Linked DNA regions of Mus musculus: regions 1, 3 and 4 are each linked to region 2. The links are chromatin contacts, called in public Hi-C and HiCAR-type maps. All regions are on one chromosome and are shown on one strand. Each heading gives the region's core, a stretch centred on a gene start, on an enhancer-like site or on the middle of the called end of the contact. The rest is flanking DNA. Distances are from core to core; before and after follow the strand shown. Region 1 holds the start of Slit3 (slit guidance ligand 3). Region 2 has its middle 23 kb from the start of Gm22022. Region 3 overlaps Slit3 (slit guidance ligand 3). Region 4 overlaps Slit3 (slit guidance ligand 3).

Region 1 (4,155 bases), core at 114-2,613, 260 kb before region 2:
ATGCTAACCCTGAGACAGGCTGGGTAGAGAGCAACTGGGCAGTGCAATGGCTGGAATTGTGACTAGGGCAAGCCTTCACCCACTCAGAGGCTCCAGCTCCCTCCACCACCAGGGCTCCATACTCCCTCACCCCGCCCCCAACTGTGGACTAAAAGGAGCCCACCCCCGGAGGCCAAATTTTGAATTTGGTCGTGAGGATCAAAATGATAAATCTTTCCAAAACGCTGACATAAGAAAAGTAAATATTTGGTTGCACAATTGGGGTTAAAACGAGGGTCAATCCACCCCACTCTCCAAGAGCCTCTCCGCTAGCTGCCAACCCCAGGATCCGAGGCTGAGTGCGGTTTGTAAGATTATAGCGCTAGGTCTCATTTAAAGGGCTGTCAGCATTTCCATTCTCCGGCCCGTTTGGGGAGGCATTTATAACCCGGCCATAAAAAATTCACCCGGGCTGCAACTTGGCATCCCCAATGCTGCACTCCAGGCAGGGAGGGTGTTGAGAGCACCCACTCAGAATCCGTCCGGTTTTTCAGAAGTTAAGACCTCTTTCGTACACACTCAACTTTCCTAGCAAGGACAGCCACACAGCAGCTGGCCCATTCTGATCTCCAGGAGGGTCGCAGGTTTTTTTTTTGGGGGGGGGGCGAGGGGGTCCGGGAAGGAGGCTCTCAGGTCTCTGCGATCGAAACTCCCCATCTCCGTCTAGCTTGCTACCTCGCCTCTCCCTCTTTAAGAAGCAAGGGGTAATGGACCCCTCATACCCAACCCCAAACCTTGAGACCACCACGCTCTCTGACACCCCCCCACTCCTCCGCGCTAGCCTTCTGCTAGCTTTATTCTCCCGATCTGTCAGCGGATAAGCCCCCGGTGCCCTCAACCAGGGAGGCACTACGCGGTCCCATCGCGGGGGCAACTCGTACACTTCTCTCCACACCTGCCCAAAGCCACGCCACCCCCAACTTATTGAGCGTGTCTGACAGCAGGGGTAGGGGAGTAGGGATCGTCCCCCATGCACCGGAGAGGAAAGAAGGACCTGCGCCCTGAGGGCGACTCTGTAGGAGCCAGCCGGGTGGGTGGCCTGAGCGGGCGGGCGGGGTGGGTACTCACAGGCGCTCTGCGTTGCGGGGGATGCCCCGAGGAACGGCGCGCAGGCCCAGCCCGTGGCAGTCCACGCTAGCGGCGGAGCAGGTACACTTGGTGGGGCAGGCGGCAGCAGGGGGTCCGCTCAGGATGCTCGCAAGCGCCAAGCCCAGCGCCAGGCGGGCGCGCACAGCGGCGCCGGCCCCGGTCCGGCCGAGGGCCATGGTGCACAAGCGCCCGCACCCAGAGGAGGATGCCTGGCGAGGCGGGACACGAGGAGCCCGAGGAGGCGCGCGGGCGGCCTGGGGGGCGGGCGGCGGAGTTAGCGCGGAGGAGGGGCGGGCGCGGCGCTCAGGCGCACGGGGTGCGGGCGGAGCGGGGCGCGCCGGGCGGCGGCGGCAGCAGCTCCATCCGTGGGGCTGGCGCTGCCCCGCTGCGCATCACTCACGGTGCCCAGGTACCGAGCGCCCTCGGGTCCCTCTGGGTCGCCGGTAGAGGTGAGGGCTCTGTCTGGGTCCTGGACTGAGCGCCAGGGAGCACCGTGCCCCGGGAAGTCCGGCTCAGGGCTGGGCTGCGGAGCACAGAGGCGGCTGGGGCACGGAGTGGTCCGGAGAGCTAGCCGGCGCTCGCTTTCTCCATTCACTGAGCAGGGTAGACACCGGAGACGCGGGGCCCGGCCCCTCCCGCCCCCCTCCCAAAACACCAGCTCCGCCTCCCATTGGCTGCGCTGAGCGTCACGTCGACTAAGTTGGGAACTTTGCTGGAGCAACCAAGAGCCTGTAGGGAGGAGGCAGCAGGGGAGCTAGAGAGACCCAACTGGGAAGGAAAGGGACTTGGCCAGCCCGGGCCGCCAGGAAAGAAACATTGAAATTCATTTATTCTTGGGAGCCAAGAACTGATAAACCTCGTGGCTTCATTTTTTTTTTTTAATTCAGTCACCGAGCTGGATACAGAATACCCACATGGGAGCATCAGAAACTAGGCTTCATGTTTTAGGTGAAAGAGTCAAAGTTGGACTAAGTGAAATGATTATCCGAGACCATACAGCTACTAGGCATTCTGTACCCTGACACATTTATCCGTGGAAACTTTGCCCCTACCCTAATTAGTGTTCACAGCTAAGGCCAACAACTATTTCCTAGAGGACTTACAGATTAGAGAACACTACACAGACACACAGTCACAGTCAGTCAGTCAGTCAGTCAGTCAGTCTGTCTGTCTATCTCTCTGTCTCTCTCTCTCTCTGTAGTAAATGTAAGAACTTGGACCCCGGTATTGACACCATCACTTCATCTGCTTCCTGTCTAGGGGACTAAGGGGCAATCATGTCACCTGCGGACCTTTATTTCCTTATTTCAAGGTGCCACCGTTCTGACAGACTTCCCTTGCACATCAAAGAAAAGAACGTGATTTTATAAAATAGTGCAGTAGCATGCAAGGGACCTATTCCCCATCCCCCTCCTCCCCAGCCTTGCCTTCATTCTGCCAGTGCCTGCTCTAAATTGGCTGGTCTGAGCTTTTCCAGATGCCGGTGGGGAAGGGCCATGTTACAGGCTCCATACATACTTGTAGGAATGATGTTGTTTGTTTGTTTGAAGGGAAGGGGCAGGAACTGGAGGAAATATTGCCCAGACTTCCTTGAGATCCTCTTGTACTGGAAAGGTCTGAAATAGCCTTGGTTTTACACACACACACACACACACACACACACACACACACACACACACTACACCCCCCCACACCCCTATACTCTTAACTATAAAACACATGCACTTTCACACACAAAAAATATGCAGTCACATACAGAGAAGAACATGTATGTTCACATACCACTAACCACTATGCGCCTGAGAACTCTCTTTTCCCTCATATGAATGCTACTCAGATTCTTCTATTTTCCTTAAAGGAAACTTTTAGCTACTTGACTACACACTGTAAATATATAGCTGAGGTGCAAATTTTATTTTATTATAGCTAGCATATTTTCAGAGACTTAGCTCTAAGGACTCAATTGCCCCCCAGCTCCCCCCCCCCACCCCCACACACTTATACCCCAACCCCAGCACACACGTGAGATTCAGTTCTCTGCTGTTATTCTTGGGAACTGTTTCTGCCCAGCTGCTGCCGCCATCGCCCTCTGGTGGCCAGAAAAGAGCTAGGCTCTGCTTCCGATGGTGACTTCAGCATTAAAGAACTCCAAACATGCCTTTGCCTCAGTCCTCCAAAGCTTTCCTACAAACCTTGAACCAATTTAGTACCAGGGCTGAGGCAGATGAGAGAGGACCGGGCAAGGTCCCAAGGGCACAAAAGCATCTCAGACTGTCTGGAACAGCAAAGAGCGGGGTTGTCTTTGTTTGCTGAAATGCATGCATACTAAAAGCATGCTCTGCAGCCCTGCAGCCTGGACCTGGGTGGGTTCTCTGAGCACAGTGGTAAGCCTCTGTGTTTCTATTTAAGCTGCATGGGAGTTTGAGAGCCTACTGGATCTTTAAATGACTTCTCGGGCATTGAAATATGCTACTTCCTCAGAGAAGGCCCCTAAAACAGACCACAGATCATGGGAGTTCTTCAGAATCAGTCATCTTTAAGTACTGGGCAAGTGAAATAGACATGCGTACACAGACGAGCAGGGTGCACAGAGACCTGCATTTCTTGGGCAGAGACACCCTTAGAAATCACCTAATCTGGGTGTTTTACATCCACTGTCTTCTGGCAATGGCTGGGTCTAACATGTGTCTTCTTAGGGGACAGGGTTTCCCCAGCAACGACTAGGGTGTTCTTTACTCTGCCCCTTCTTGGAGATTCGCTGCAGGTTTGCTGACTTTAGTTTTCCAGTTAACTCCTTCTGGTGCTCACAAAAAGCTTTCCTGGAATGTAAGCTCAGAATCTCAAATACAAAACGCACCTCTTGTCTCTTCCTAAGGAGAAAAGAGAATCAGAGAGGTAGGCTTCCGTGCAAAGTTACCCAGCTAATTAGTGAGAGGTTGTGGAGCAGGGCCCATGGTTGCATTTCAGCCTCTGCCTACCTCTGAGGCATCTTCACAATGTGTCAGTCTCCTCGCGAAAGAATTCGCC
Region 2 (3,963 bases), core at 677-3,176:
ACATAAAGAAAAGAGATAGGTGAGCACAGCTGTACAACTGTAGTCCCAGCTACAGATGCCTGGGGGTCTGAGACAGGAGGATAATTTGAACCCAGCAATTCATGGTCAACCTAGACAAACTAGTAAAACTGAATGTTTGAAAAGAAAAAGAGCTCATGCGAATCAGAGTTCTGGGGCCTCGACACCCCACCCAGCAAGGCTCAAGGCTGCTGAGGATGGCAGACTGCATTATATATCAGAGAAGCAGGTGTGCGGAAGAGACCCAGATCACACATGCAGGGAGATCTCACTTTAACAGATGATCTCAGGATTCTTAAACCACTGCCCAGCAATAACTCCCTCCTGGGTGATGACCTCATAGCCCCAAACGCTTTTTAAAGGATGTATGACTTAACATTGCTACTTAGGGGACCAAGCCTCAAAATGAGTCTTACTGAGGACAAATAACACTTAATTTTTAATTTGTATGATTATCGTCACGTGTGGAGTGGCATGTATGCCGTGGTGGGTATGTGAGGTCGGAAGAAATTTGTGGGGTCAGTTCTCTCCTACCTTTACCTGGAGATAAATTGTCATGAATTTGAAAGGAAGATGTCATGACGTCATGACGTAGGAAAGCAAGTCTTTTGATTCAGGAAAAATATAAGTCTGTGTGTGTGTGTGTGTGTGTGTGTGTGTGTGTGTGTGTGAAGTAACCAAGGCCAAATATAAGCTATTTCTGGACTTAAATAATGGTTGAGTTTCTTAAACACACATTTTAAGGTAGAATTAAAGGAAGAGAAAGGCAGGTGCCTGGCTATGGTAGTGGCTGCTTTATTCTAGCGCTCTGAAGACACAGAAGCAGGCAGACGTCTTTGAGTTCCAGGCTCATCCCCTGATTCCAGGGTTTGACCTGCCCCTCTAGGAAAACTGGGGGAAAGAAATGCTCACTCTACCAGGTTTAAATCAGGAAAAGACTCAGTTTAGTCACAAAGTCCTGAGTTTATGTTGTTGTATTTTATTTCCACCCAAAAGAATTGATCCTACGGATTGGTGCGAAGCTAGGTTTTTAAGAAAACCAAACAGTGATCAAGTTCTTATACATCTGTAATTTCTGTAGCATGTCACTCTACTCACAGAACCAACACTTTTTCTTCCAACAAACAGATTCTTCTGGCTGTTAGGAATGACTCAGGACTTTGGGCATTGGTGATTTAACCTTTATTTTGTTCTCAGGAATCCCTTTTGATCAGTACTAATGGACTGGGGCAAGAAAGGAAGAGGTGGTGACTCACATTTATGAGTTCCAAATGCAAGGGCTAGGCTTTTTGTCTTCCAGCAGCCAAATTCCACTTCTGGGATGTGCCTCTTTGGTAAAATGGCAAACGATTTTTTAAACTGACAAATATTTTTTTTAAACTAGCATGTTGCAAGGCTTTCTGACACAAGAATTCAGGGTTGGTGATTGCAGTGTTCCCCTGAACTCTGGCAAAGCACCCTGTACATATACTCTTAATATTTTAGATGAAGCGTAAGTTGTGTTTTAAATGTCAGCCCTCTGAAAGAGCCTAGACATATTCCGTGTAGTTTGTGTCATGAAGCTAGATCTTTCCTTGGCAGCAGTCAAGGTGTGGATTCTTATAACATCAAGATAAGAATCTCTTCTGTGTAGATTTTTAGTTCCCTCGGGGATTCAAAGATCAAGTTGCTTGTAGACCCCGTGGAATTTGCAGAAAAAGCAACTCTAATCTTGACATCTGTAATTAACATTTTATCTTATTCCAAAAATTCATTTTGCTGGCAACTCAGCAGCTCTTTGGAGCTGAATAATGATCTTCCCACAGCATATCCCACACGCATCTCCATCCCGAGTGTGGGTGGAGTGTGTGGAACTCTCTCAGGGCCTCCCTTCTTGGGCAATGTGTCACGCTCTCGTTCTTGTTATGCAATGCTTACGAACACCCAAGTTTCCATTCACTCAGTCTCCCCGCAGGCTTTGTAAGCTCAGCGAACACTTGCCAGGCTCCTGACCGACGCATACACACACTGAGAGCGCAGGATCGACTGGAGGCTGTGAAAACATGCGTGAGCAACACTGTTCTTCGATGTGTGAAAATTTCTCGGTTACAGAGAACAGTTAAGAGTTGTCTCTTCCTTGTTGTTCACTCGGGCAAAAGCAAGTTAAATAAACCGGAACTCAGCACACAGGAACTTTGTTGTGACTAAGACACATTTCCGTGTTACTCCTTACTCCAGTGCTCTCCCACACACTTACAACTGTGCACACGTGCCTGTAGGGTGCCAATCTATACTATCACCCAAATGTAAAGAGAATCCGTCTCCCCTGAGAAGGATCATTTGTTGACTTGGCTAAGTGGCAGTATTGTAAATCTTTCATGGATTCAACAAATCTTTCTTGAAGTTTCTGGGGCCCAGTAACTTCACGGGGGGGGGGGGGGGGGGTCCGGGGGGGGGGAGGCAACATAGTAAACGACAGAGAATGGATCCCACTGCCTCCAACAGGCCAGTGAGTGAGGGCACGGAGGGAACATAGTTCGAAATTAATAAAATAATGATTAGAGGGTGAATGAGTTGAGGGGGAACCAGAAGAGTGTGCTTTCACACAGGTATTGGGATGCACCGGGCCGAAGGATCAAAGAACACTCCAGTGGTCCTGTCTTTTGAGCTGGGGCTGAATCACAGATGTTTAGGTTATAACAACATGCTTGAGTTTTAGGTTTCTTTTTTCCCCCCGTTGGCCATTAAAAAAAATCTCCTTCATTTAAGTCAAGTGTTCATGATATAGCTCTTGCAAGTTTGACTCGGCTTTCACCTGCCTCAATTTTAAGTTTCATTTTAAATTGCCCTTATATTACTGAATTTCATTTTGGAGTTAAGTGGCAAATCTAGACCCATTAGTTATAAGTGATACAAAAATACCCAAAAGATGTTCCTGCAGGGACTGAGCTGGCCTTTTAGACAAAAATAATGAGTTCATTGCTGTGCCAGCTGCCACAGGCTCACACATCTCAGCTGCTGCCAGCATCTCACGTCTTCCCACAAAAGGACTGCTCAGGTGCGGGCACTCTTACACTCCCGTCTGCTATGGGTTCATCAGGCTGCAGTCCCCATGCGCAGGGTTAGGGGCAGCCACACTTCTTACCAGGAAGCTTGTCTGTGAGGTGCTGATGCTTATTCTTCTCATACATCACAACACATAACCCTTGCGATTTATGATTGGAATCAACAGAGATGACTGCCTGCCGATGACCCCATGCAGAGTTCTGAAGTGTGTCAAATAATCACTAGTTGTGCAATCTCGTGACAATCATTACTCTCCTTAAATGCCCATTTTTTTTTATATATGAAAAGAAGAAATTTTAAGCACAAGAACTCTAAATTCTAATACTAGCTTTCTAAGAGCCAATCAGAATGATTCCGACAATATGGTTTCTGCGAGATAGGATAGTAAACATGTGTTTAAATGTGAAGACTAACCACCTCTGGGGATGCTGAGTTCTGTATCCTTTGGAAATCTGCGTGGCTGCAACCAATGAACAAGTCAACAGTAGCCTCAACAGACACAGATTTATTTTTCTCACATAACAAGAAGCTGAGGGGCGGCTTCAGCTGGCTTTGGCTCAGCAGCAGCACAATAGCAGGGTCAGCTCGTGTTTTCCGAATTCAATGGCAGATTGGGGGAGAGAGCAGTAGTACCAGCCCAGCTTGATCTATTTGGAAAGCAGAGCATTTTAAAAGCTTTAAAACTTTATTTTATGTTTATGGATGCCTTGCCTACACATGTGTCTGAGTACCATGTGCACATGGTCTCCTCCAAAGCCAGAGAGGGCATGGGATTCCCTGGAAGTGGTTGTAAGCGCCCATGTGGGTACAAACTTGAGACTTCTAAGGGGAACCCTGTGCCATCCTCATACCCCAGGATGGCATTTTATAGAAAATCCTCTAGCAGCCAATTCCACATGT
Region 3 (4,264 bases), core at 599-3,098, 450 kb before region 2:
CCCCCCGGCCCTGTGCAGCGTCTCCCCCTTCACTGTCTGCCCATGCTGGTGAACCCTTCCTTCTCTCTGGGTACCAGTGTCCACTCACCCTGACTCTGCACGTCCTTGAGAGCTCCATCCGACATCAGGAATCCTGCACATGCTGTCTGCTAAAGGCCTGAGCAGAGACCTCCTGCCTGAACTCTCAGATTACCTCAAAGGTGACACCGTCAGGACTGGCCATCTAAAAGTGCATTTCCATGGCTTGATTCCCTGTATTCACTTGGGTGGTGGGTTGCCTACACATAGAGGAACAGTGAAGGATCAGACAATGGGCTGGAAGGTAAGCTAAGAGGTAGCGAGCCAGCAGTTCCTCCAGGACGCTTTCTCTATCTGCACTTCCAGACGGAACTGGAAATCTTTACAGGCAGAAAATGGCCCCTAAAGCTACGTGCAACCCCTAATCCTCAGAACCTCTGACTATGACCTTACTTGACCAAAGAGTAAATGTTATTTACCTTAGCTCATAAAAGATGTGATTACCACGGGCAGTGGGTCTCTTCTTTCCTTCTTTCCTAACGCTGTGATCCTTGAATACACATCCTCATTGTTCAGGTGACACCTGGCCATACAACTATTTTCATTACTACCTCACAGCTGTAATTTTGCTACTGTTATGAATCGTAATGTAAATACTTGATAGTCAGGATGTCTGGGATGTGACCCCATGGGGGTCTCGACCTACAGGTTGAGAACCGATGGCTTAACTGTTCAAGAGGGGCTGCTTCTCCCTGCATTTCTGGATGGATGCTGGGGGGCTGTCTTGTGTGTGATCATTAGAGAGGAGACGCACATATGCAAATGTGTTCTGAAGCAAGAACAAGACAGACTGAATCGGCGTAGCCACAGGCCATGAGGTGATGCTCACGGCCCCAGACCCTGAAAGAAGTGAGGAACAAATTCTCTCCTAGAGACTCCAGAGGGATAGCTACAGGTTTGCACAAGAAGCAAATGGCACCCTCCACTGTGACCCCCTAGAGGCCCACTGTCCCTTAATGCTGAGGCAAACCATGGTGCTACCTTGTGTGTCCCACCGCTGATCTCCTTGAGGGAGGGACTACATCTAGGAGACATGATTCTTCATCTCTCAGCAGACCCACTGGCAAAGAGTTTATTTCTTATTTCAGGTGTTGTCCAAATAAAGGGCTGAAGAAAGGGCTCGGCAGTTAAGAGTGCTTATTGCTCTTGCAGAGGACCAGAGTTTGGGCCTCGCCACGCTTTCAGTCGGCTTGTATACATCTGTAATCCTGCTCCGGGGAAATCCGATGTCCCGTACTAGCCTTTGTGCAGATGTCCACACGAGTGCACACATATGCTGACACGAACACATAAAGTATAAAATCTCTCTACAAATGCAAACAAATTATCATGTTTTCAGCCATCAGCTTAATCCTGCTCATCTCTCCTCTATAAACCAGCCTTTTAGCCAAGGCTTGGCAAAGGACACATGTCCTCTGCTCCGCCTCCCAACAGCATTGCTGGTCCCACTCTTCCTTTCCATTTAGTCTGTGACCTTTAGACATAATGGTAAGCCCCAGAAAACAAAAGGGTTCTTCCATCTGGCTTCTCTCGAGTCACACAACTCACGAAGCAGTGGGCCAGCCAGGTCAAAGTTCTTCCATAGTCCCCTGCATTAACAAGCTGGAAGCTAAACAGCTCAGTGTCTTACAGCATTTTCCTGAGCAGTTAATTAACGAGGGGATAAGCTACCTTGACAATCACAGAAGCAGGCAGCCTGGTCAAGAGGGATGGGATTAGTTTCCAGGGAGACCATAGGGAAGTGACAAGGAGAGCGGACTTGATGGAGGCTGTGGCTCCCTCAGCACTATGCCTTGCCCAGTTCTCTTTTCCACAGGGCAGAGCAGACGTGGGCCACGCCTAAGGCAAGGCTGGGTTGGCCTGATAATTAGTTGTCACTCAGTACGCAGGATGAATTTAAAGGCTGCACACAGATGGTGTGGGACAGACTGAGGGCCTACTGGAAGGCACAGTGTCTGAGCTGATGGCCCAGGTTGGTAACACATTCCAGAGAGCTCAATGAATGATCCAGAAATGTGACTCCACAGTGGGTGGGGCTGGTAACCTCAGGGAGATGCAGTAGTTGTTAAGGCCAGGGGAACCAGTCACGAGGAATGGCGTCATCTGTAGGATAGGCCAAATAGACCATCCTGCCCTGTCCTGCCCTGCCCTGCTCTGTCCTGGCCTGTTCCATTTTCATCATTTTTATTTAGTGCCAGAGAAAAGCCACTGAATAATCCAAAATGGGACCAGGAAGGATTTTAACAGGAGACCCAAGTTTGGTCCTCAACAGCCACGTCAGGCAGCTCACTTTGGCTTCAGAAGAATCTAATGCTAATCTGATCTCTACGGCTACCTGTGGTCACGTGTATATGCTACCTATCCTATGTGCCTACCTATACACACACACATACACACACACACACACACACACACACACACACAGAGAGAGAGAGAGAGAGAGAGAGATTTAAAATAATTTGTTAAAACATTAAAAACTAGATGGGCACTTTTCCAGCCTCCCTTGCAGCTAGGAAATAGTCACATGACCTAGACTCAGCTGTTAGACACACCAGCCTGGGTATTGGAAAGCAGTGCCAGCCAGCACGGAGGCTCATGACATTGAATCACTTGTATGACGTAAGAGAGATTGGCTTTGTGCCGGAATCCAGACCCAAACTGTTTTTCAAAGCACTTGTCCTAACCAATCGCTCCACCACCTCAAACACTATGCAGATCTGGAGACAACAGACTTGACATAGCAGGGTAGGCAGAATCTTTGCGTTTAGGGTAGAGGTTTTCAAACCTATGACTAAGTCCAGCTTGGCACTGTTTTCTCAGAAAGAAACCTTGTCTGCTAATTTACATAGAAGACTCCCGGAGATACTGAAAGGTGAGGGGGCTTGAGACCTTTTATAAAGTGGCATACATACCGCATAACCCCCACACAGCCTGCCATTCACTTTAAATCATCTCTGATGTGATAACTAATGCAATTTAAATGCTATGTAAACAGTTGTGCCATATTGCATAGGGAATAATAGCAAGAAAGTTTGTGCTGACTCCGTATAGAGGTACTGCACGTCTAACTATACCATGCACGATAGACAGAGGGGTCAAGGCTCAAATAAGGAGCCCTGGAGAGACTGAGGGTCTGTGATGTAGCAGGACAGGCCCACATGTCACTTGATGCACGTGGCTGTACACAGAGTTTGGCACATGGCAAACTTAAATTCTGCTTTTTTGGATTTTTATTTTTAAGATTTTCAATGCAGAGGTGGCTAAATCAGTAGATGTGGGTCTTAGATACAAAGGGCCACCCGTGCCATGTTGACTGGACTCATATACCCACAGAGGAATTGGAGTAAGGACAGAGACCACATGTCCTGCAAAGTCTAAACTGTACTGCCTAGTGCACATGGCCACAGTCCGCCAACAGACCCCTGGACCCAAAGGTACAATGACTTAATCCTGACATTTAAGCCACAGGGATCATCCTAGGGAGGGGCAGAAGTAACACCGTCTGGCAAAGGACAGATGAAGACAGGAAAACTACTCTCTGCAGCTTCCAACTTTACTTTGTAAGACAGGGACTGACCTTGGGCCTTATGTACCCTAGGCACACATTTGACCACTGACCTCTATGCACTATTGCATTTTATACTATGCACTTTTGAGGCTGCAGCTTTGCCAAGTAGCTTAGGCTGGCCTTGGATTCATTGTATGGTCCAGGCAGTCCTTGAACTCTCGATCTCCCTACTTCAGCCTCTGCAGTAGCTGGGATTGTCTAAACTTCCAGGCCTGTCCCTCTCTGCATTTTAGATAGGGTATAGGCGAGCTGGCCTGGTACTTAAATGGTAGCTCAGGCTGGCCTTTACCACCATTCTCCCTTCCTGGTTTGGCTGAGTGTTCACACCTAGAGCCCACCCATCTCAAACAGCACTCCACTTCTTTGTTTTTATTGTATAACTGCTAATCCTACTAGGAAGTACATTTTCCTTCCAATTGATTTCCCATTGTTAAAAATAGGAGTGCTGACTAATATTGCCACAGACCACATCTGACCAGCACTCTTGCATGCAGCGAGAGAGATTTTGAAAGCACGCATGGCATGTCCCTCAATGTTAGACACCAAATCCCAAACTAAATCTGACTGCTTTGGAACCTGTGAGAGGCCCATGCTTCCTGGTACCCCTTTTGTCTGGGC
Region 4 (4,029 bases), core at 1,256-3,755, 410 kb before region 2:
GAAGTCTAAAGCTGCAGGCAAGACCCTAAGACCCCAGCTTAATGAGGCTCCCTGCCTTAAAGAAAGCCCACCCATGTGACTAGGCTTCTAGCAAGGTAACTCCAATTGCATCCTTAGTGTCTGGCCCCATCCATGGGGTACCTTGGGTACCTTTAGCAGAGCTAAAGGCCTTAGATGACCAAGGAGCAGAGGACAATACAATATGGAGATGAAGTATCTTGTTCTTAGGTTACCAGCCCCTCTCAGCTTTGGCGTTCTGGAATAATGTCCCTTCCTTACAGAAAATACAACGAGAACAATAGATTGTACTTAGTGAATTATCCTAGCAAGGGATGAAGCTTTCCATTTTAGAGCACAGAAGAAACGGGGGCATAGAGAGGTAGCATTATTTCTCTACAGACACACAGCTAGCAACAGAACCAGAACACAAGTCCAGGCAGTCTGCAGAGCATTTGCTCTTGATCATAAATAGATTCCTTCTCCAGCATCTACGGATGCTGCCAAATAACAATGACACACTGCTTGGACCAGAATCCTGCTGACTAGTGTCACTGTCTCTCTTTGGAAGGGGGTGCTTTACCACCCCGAGGGAGCCCACCTGCTCTTAGGAGCTACGGGGCTATGACACCTCAGCTTCCCTGATTTCATTTGTTCGCAGCAGCTTGAAGTTCAAAGCCATCTACTATCCGATGACCATAGCAGTCACCCCTGCCTCCTAAAATACTCTTCTCGGCTGCCTACCTGCTCAGATCATCCTCTGGCTCCTGGCCTGCACTGAGATTGTCCAACTCAGCTCCTAAGGCAGCTAGTTCTGTTTTCCCTGCACTCTGGTCTAGAGTCCTGAGCTTTTCCAAGCTTTCTTTGTTACAAGGATTCACCAAGCTGCCATTAACACATATATTTTTTAATCCACAGCACGTGTGTGTGTGTGTGTGTGTGTGTGTATGTGTGTGTGTGTGTGCAAGTTGAGGTCAGAGGTCAACCACAGATGCTGTGCCTCATGGCTGTCTACTTTGTTTTTTGATAAGGTTTCTCACTTCGATCTAGGGTTCATCACTGCCTGGCCTATGAACCCCCTAAGTTCTCCTATCTTCATCTCACCAGTAATGGAATTATAAGCACGCACAACCACACCCCACTTTCAAGCATGAGGACCAATGTGTAATCCCAGAAACATGTCTTTTCCCATTTTTATTATTTTAATTGAGACAAGGTTCCTCCGTGCAATAGCTCTGGCTGTCCTGGAACTCACTTTGTAGACCAGGGTGTGCTGGAACTCACAGAGATCCACCTGCCTCTGCCTCCTGAGTGCTGGGATTAAAGACATGGACTATTATCATGCCCTGTTTTTTTTTTTTTAAATGACCTTTCCATATTGCAGAATCTTAGCATTGTCATTTACTAGCTGGTGACCTTGGATGAGTGGGTTAGCTTCCTTAGTCTTCTGGTCTGTAAAGTGGATATGACCGTCTTTTCTTTGGAGAGCCACTTCCAGCCAACATAGAAGACTACTGGACTCAGTGCCTGACTTAGAGGACTTGTTCCACAAAAGCCCACCACTGGCATCATCACCCGCTGCAGTCAAGCGTCTGGAGAAGACAGCTCTGCCATGTCTTTACGAGCTTCATCTCGAATGGCCTGGCTCAGGGCCATTATTAAAGGCAAAATATACCTGTGACCAGAAAGGTAGACCTCTCACCAGACATGTGGCAAGCCCTGGGCATGAAAGGCTGGTTGAGGATTTGGTGTGTAACAGGCTTGTGACAAGCAAACACTTATTACCTAAGTAGACATTTGATAACAGTTTGTACAGTGTGTGGTGTTAGCACAGCCAGGCAGTTCATCCAGTCCATGACTAACACCGACTTCAAACATCGTTGAAGTACCTGGCCTCTTCACTTCTCTCTAAGGTAGCTTTAGTAACACTAGGCTGAGGGCTGATACCCTCCTGCTATTAGAAAGAGGGGGTCTTGAATAACCTGCCCTAGGTGTTCACTGTCCCTGGTCCTTGGGTTTCTTAAGAGCTGGAGTCTCCCTCCTTTATCACACCAGACACCTAATGTCGTGAAAGTAAAGGAGAATGTCTTTCTCTTTCCTTTTCTGTCTTCTGCAGGGATGCCACTTCTAAAGCTTAAAGGAAGTCCCCCGTGCTTCTTGGAGAAAGAGTTCCCATAAATATACCCCTGTTTAGTTCAGCAGGTCAAGGGAGTGTGCCGCAGCTTGAGAAAGCACCCTGCTCCAGCTGCACTCCCCTTCCACAGAGCTCCAAGTAGGGAGGATTCAAGGCTCTCTGGGATGCTATTGTTCACGTTCAGGGTCAGAACTGTTCAGGCCTGTTTTGTTGCTGAAAAACCCTAGTGGATTCTAGAAAAACAGAGCCAGCTCCTGGAGCGGCGCTCAAGTCGTATTTAACCAATTTAACTTTGCAAACTGCTCCAACCACACAGCACATGCTCAGGCCGCTGCCCCGCGTCTCTCTTTAAAAGGCCGGAGAGGAAATAAAAATGAATGATGACAAACTGTCCACATGGGTAGAAAAACAGAATAGCCCGAACGCTCCAGGGCAGGAACTGACACAATTTAATTAACTATTTGGAATAAACACACTTGGCCCTGCAAGTGAGGCCCTTTGTTTGCTCTCACAAAATAATGCACTTAATAAGCCCGAGATGAGACTTTCTGGAGATTAATTAAATGCAAGACCTTGGTTTGAAATGTTAGGAGTGGCCGAGAAGGTGAAGCATTTGCCTTGCACATTGTTCGGGAGACGTTGTCATCTCACATACAGAGTCCCCGACCTTGGTTAAGTGTGGTATGAAAATCGTTCCTAATTGTGATTTGGCACTGATGCTCTCTATAAAATGTGTATTTGTGAAATAGCCTAATGAATGTTTAACAAGGAGTCGCAGTGGATAAAATTTAAAGAGTGGCAGCAGTAGAGCTGACGTATTTAATTATAACCTGGAAGTTGGAAGCTGTTCTCTAAGAAGTAATGGCGTGTGTGACTGGCAATTTCATGTAAAAAAAAAAAATCAAAATAATCACAACATGTGCTATTTGTTGAAAAGCCATTATATCCGGGCCTGATGCTCAGTACACGTCAAACCCTCACAGAAGTCCTGCAAAGGAGCAGCCCCAGTCTCCTCCCACAGTGGAGGAAACCGAGTCGGAGAGGTAAATTGTCTGAAGTGACGGAGGTGGCCTGGAAGGCAGACCTTTCTCACTGTAAAGTTCATGACTCCCAGCTACCTATCACAGAAGAAACACAGCTGGGGCGGTTCTAATCACATGCTAGTTGCATGATAAATTAAGAGGAAATGATACCAGCAAATTTTATTTGATTGCTTATAGAAAGGCATTCTGTAGGCAGTGATTGTTTGGGGAGCAAAACAATTGCACGTGCTCTTGTTAGACGAAAGCACCCAGACTGACCTTAAATGCAAGAACACACCATGGAATTTCGTCTTCCTGAGCTAAGTCTCTGTGATTAATTCCGGCTTCCAAATTCTGTCCCTGTCATCTGCCTGATCCAAGCTGCACTCAGGTTTTTGTCCTCTGAGGGTCCTGCAATTATTGGTCACCAAAAGACACAGACCCCAGAGACCCCCAGGCACTCTCTAGTGGCTATCTAGGAAATGAGGTGCTGAAAGGGGCAACTGAGTACCTCGTGTTGTGGGTGGCTCTCATGGTCGTGCCAGAGGGACAAGGTCTGATGCCAGAGTCAGGAGCGATCAAGAGCCCAGATTATGGAAATCAGCTTTTCAAATCTGCTTATATGAGAGTGTCATGACTAGGGCAGTCTTGGGGAAATAAATGTCCTTAACAATCAAATTCCAGCTCACTCTTCCCTGCAGAGCCAGGACTGACCAAAGTTAGGCAGCCCTGACTCACCGAGAATCTAAGTTGTGGGCGTGAAGGATGCGGCGCAGCACCAACTAGCTACAGCCCGCAGGACGACCCCACTTTGGTTGGTGCCTTGACTTAAAACATCAGAGGCTGTGTGTTAAGTGCTGTAACCATGCACTGAGT

Evidence for each region. Hi-C and Micro-C count contacts between places; a contact is called where the count stands out from the background. HiCAR-type assays count read pairs that join an accessible place to other places.
Region 1: a HiCAR-type map of fibro-adipogenic progenitors shows a contact between it and region 2, with 4 times the contacts expected there. The contact joins the promoter of Slit3 here to the enhancer-like site in region 2. A contact is called at or near these places in 14 of 39 promoter capture datasets (the 3T3-L1 cell line, 3T3-L1-derived adipocytes, the HPC-7 cell line and 9 more), 8 of 484 Hi-C or Micro-C datasets (astrocytes, embryonic fibroblasts, embryonic stem cells and 5 more), 8 of 115 datasets of contacts at active chromatin or transcription factors (the NIH/3T3 cell line, craniofacial prominence, embryonic forebrain and 5 more) and 2 of 9 other capture datasets (adipose tissue and embryonic stem cells).
Region 3: a contact with region 2 is called in a HiCAR-type map of fibro-adipogenic progenitors, with 3 times the contacts expected there. The contact joins two enhancer-like sites. A contact is called at or near these places in 2 of 484 Hi-C or Micro-C datasets (adipose-derived mesenchymal stem cells and reprogramming fibroblasts) and 2 of 115 datasets of contacts at active chromatin or transcription factors (the NIH/3T3 cell line and fibro-adipogenic progenitors).
Region 4: a Hi-C map of uterus shows a contact between it and region 2, with 2.9 times the contacts expected there. The contact joins two enhancer-like sites. A contact is called at or near these places in 3 of 484 Hi-C or Micro-C datasets (all in uterus) and 1 of 115 datasets of contacts at active chromatin or transcription factors (fibro-adipogenic progenitors).

The regions. Positions count from the first base shown.
Region 1 is chr11:35,118,664-35,122,818 of GRCm38.p6, reverse strand. Slit3 (slit guidance ligand 3) reads right to left here and starts at 1,363. Exons shown (of 36, transcript NM_011412.3): 1 at 1,108-1,363. The coding sequence starts at 1,304.
Region 2 is chr11:34,863,349-34,867,311 of GRCm38.p6, reverse strand. No RefSeq gene overlaps it. Among named protein-coding and RNA genes, the nearest start is that of Gm22022, 23 kb to the right of the region's middle. Within about 2 kb of position 1,926, at least 51 of the 459 cell types and tissues checked have an H3K27ac peak or open chromatin away from gene starts, as enhancers often do. A contact at or near this core is called in 3T3-L1-derived adipocytes, the NIH/3T3 cell line, adipose tissue and 5 more, where this site is marked.
Region 3 is chr11:35,315,840-35,320,103 of GRCm38.p6, reverse strand. All of the region lies in intron 4 of Slit3 (slit guidance ligand 3), which reads right to left. It overlaps Gm46277 (a long non-coding RNA gene), which reads right to left. Exons shown (of 2, transcript XR_003949657.1): 1 at 89-4,264. Among named protein-coding and RNA genes, the nearest start is that of Gm46277, 30 kb to the right of the region's middle. Within about 2 kb of position 1,848, at least 20 of the 459 cell types and tissues checked have an H3K27ac peak or open chromatin away from gene starts, as enhancers often do. A contact at or near this core is called in fibro-adipogenic progenitors, where this site is marked.
Region 4 is chr11:35,272,032-35,276,060 of GRCm38.p6, reverse strand. All of the region lies in intron 4 of Slit3 (slit guidance ligand 3), which reads right to left. Among named protein-coding and RNA genes, the nearest start is that of Gm46277, 14 kb to the left of the region's middle. Within about 2 kb of position 2,505, at least 12 of the 459 cell types and tissues checked have an H3K27ac peak or open chromatin away from gene starts, as enhancers often do. A contact at or near this core is called in uterus, where this site is marked.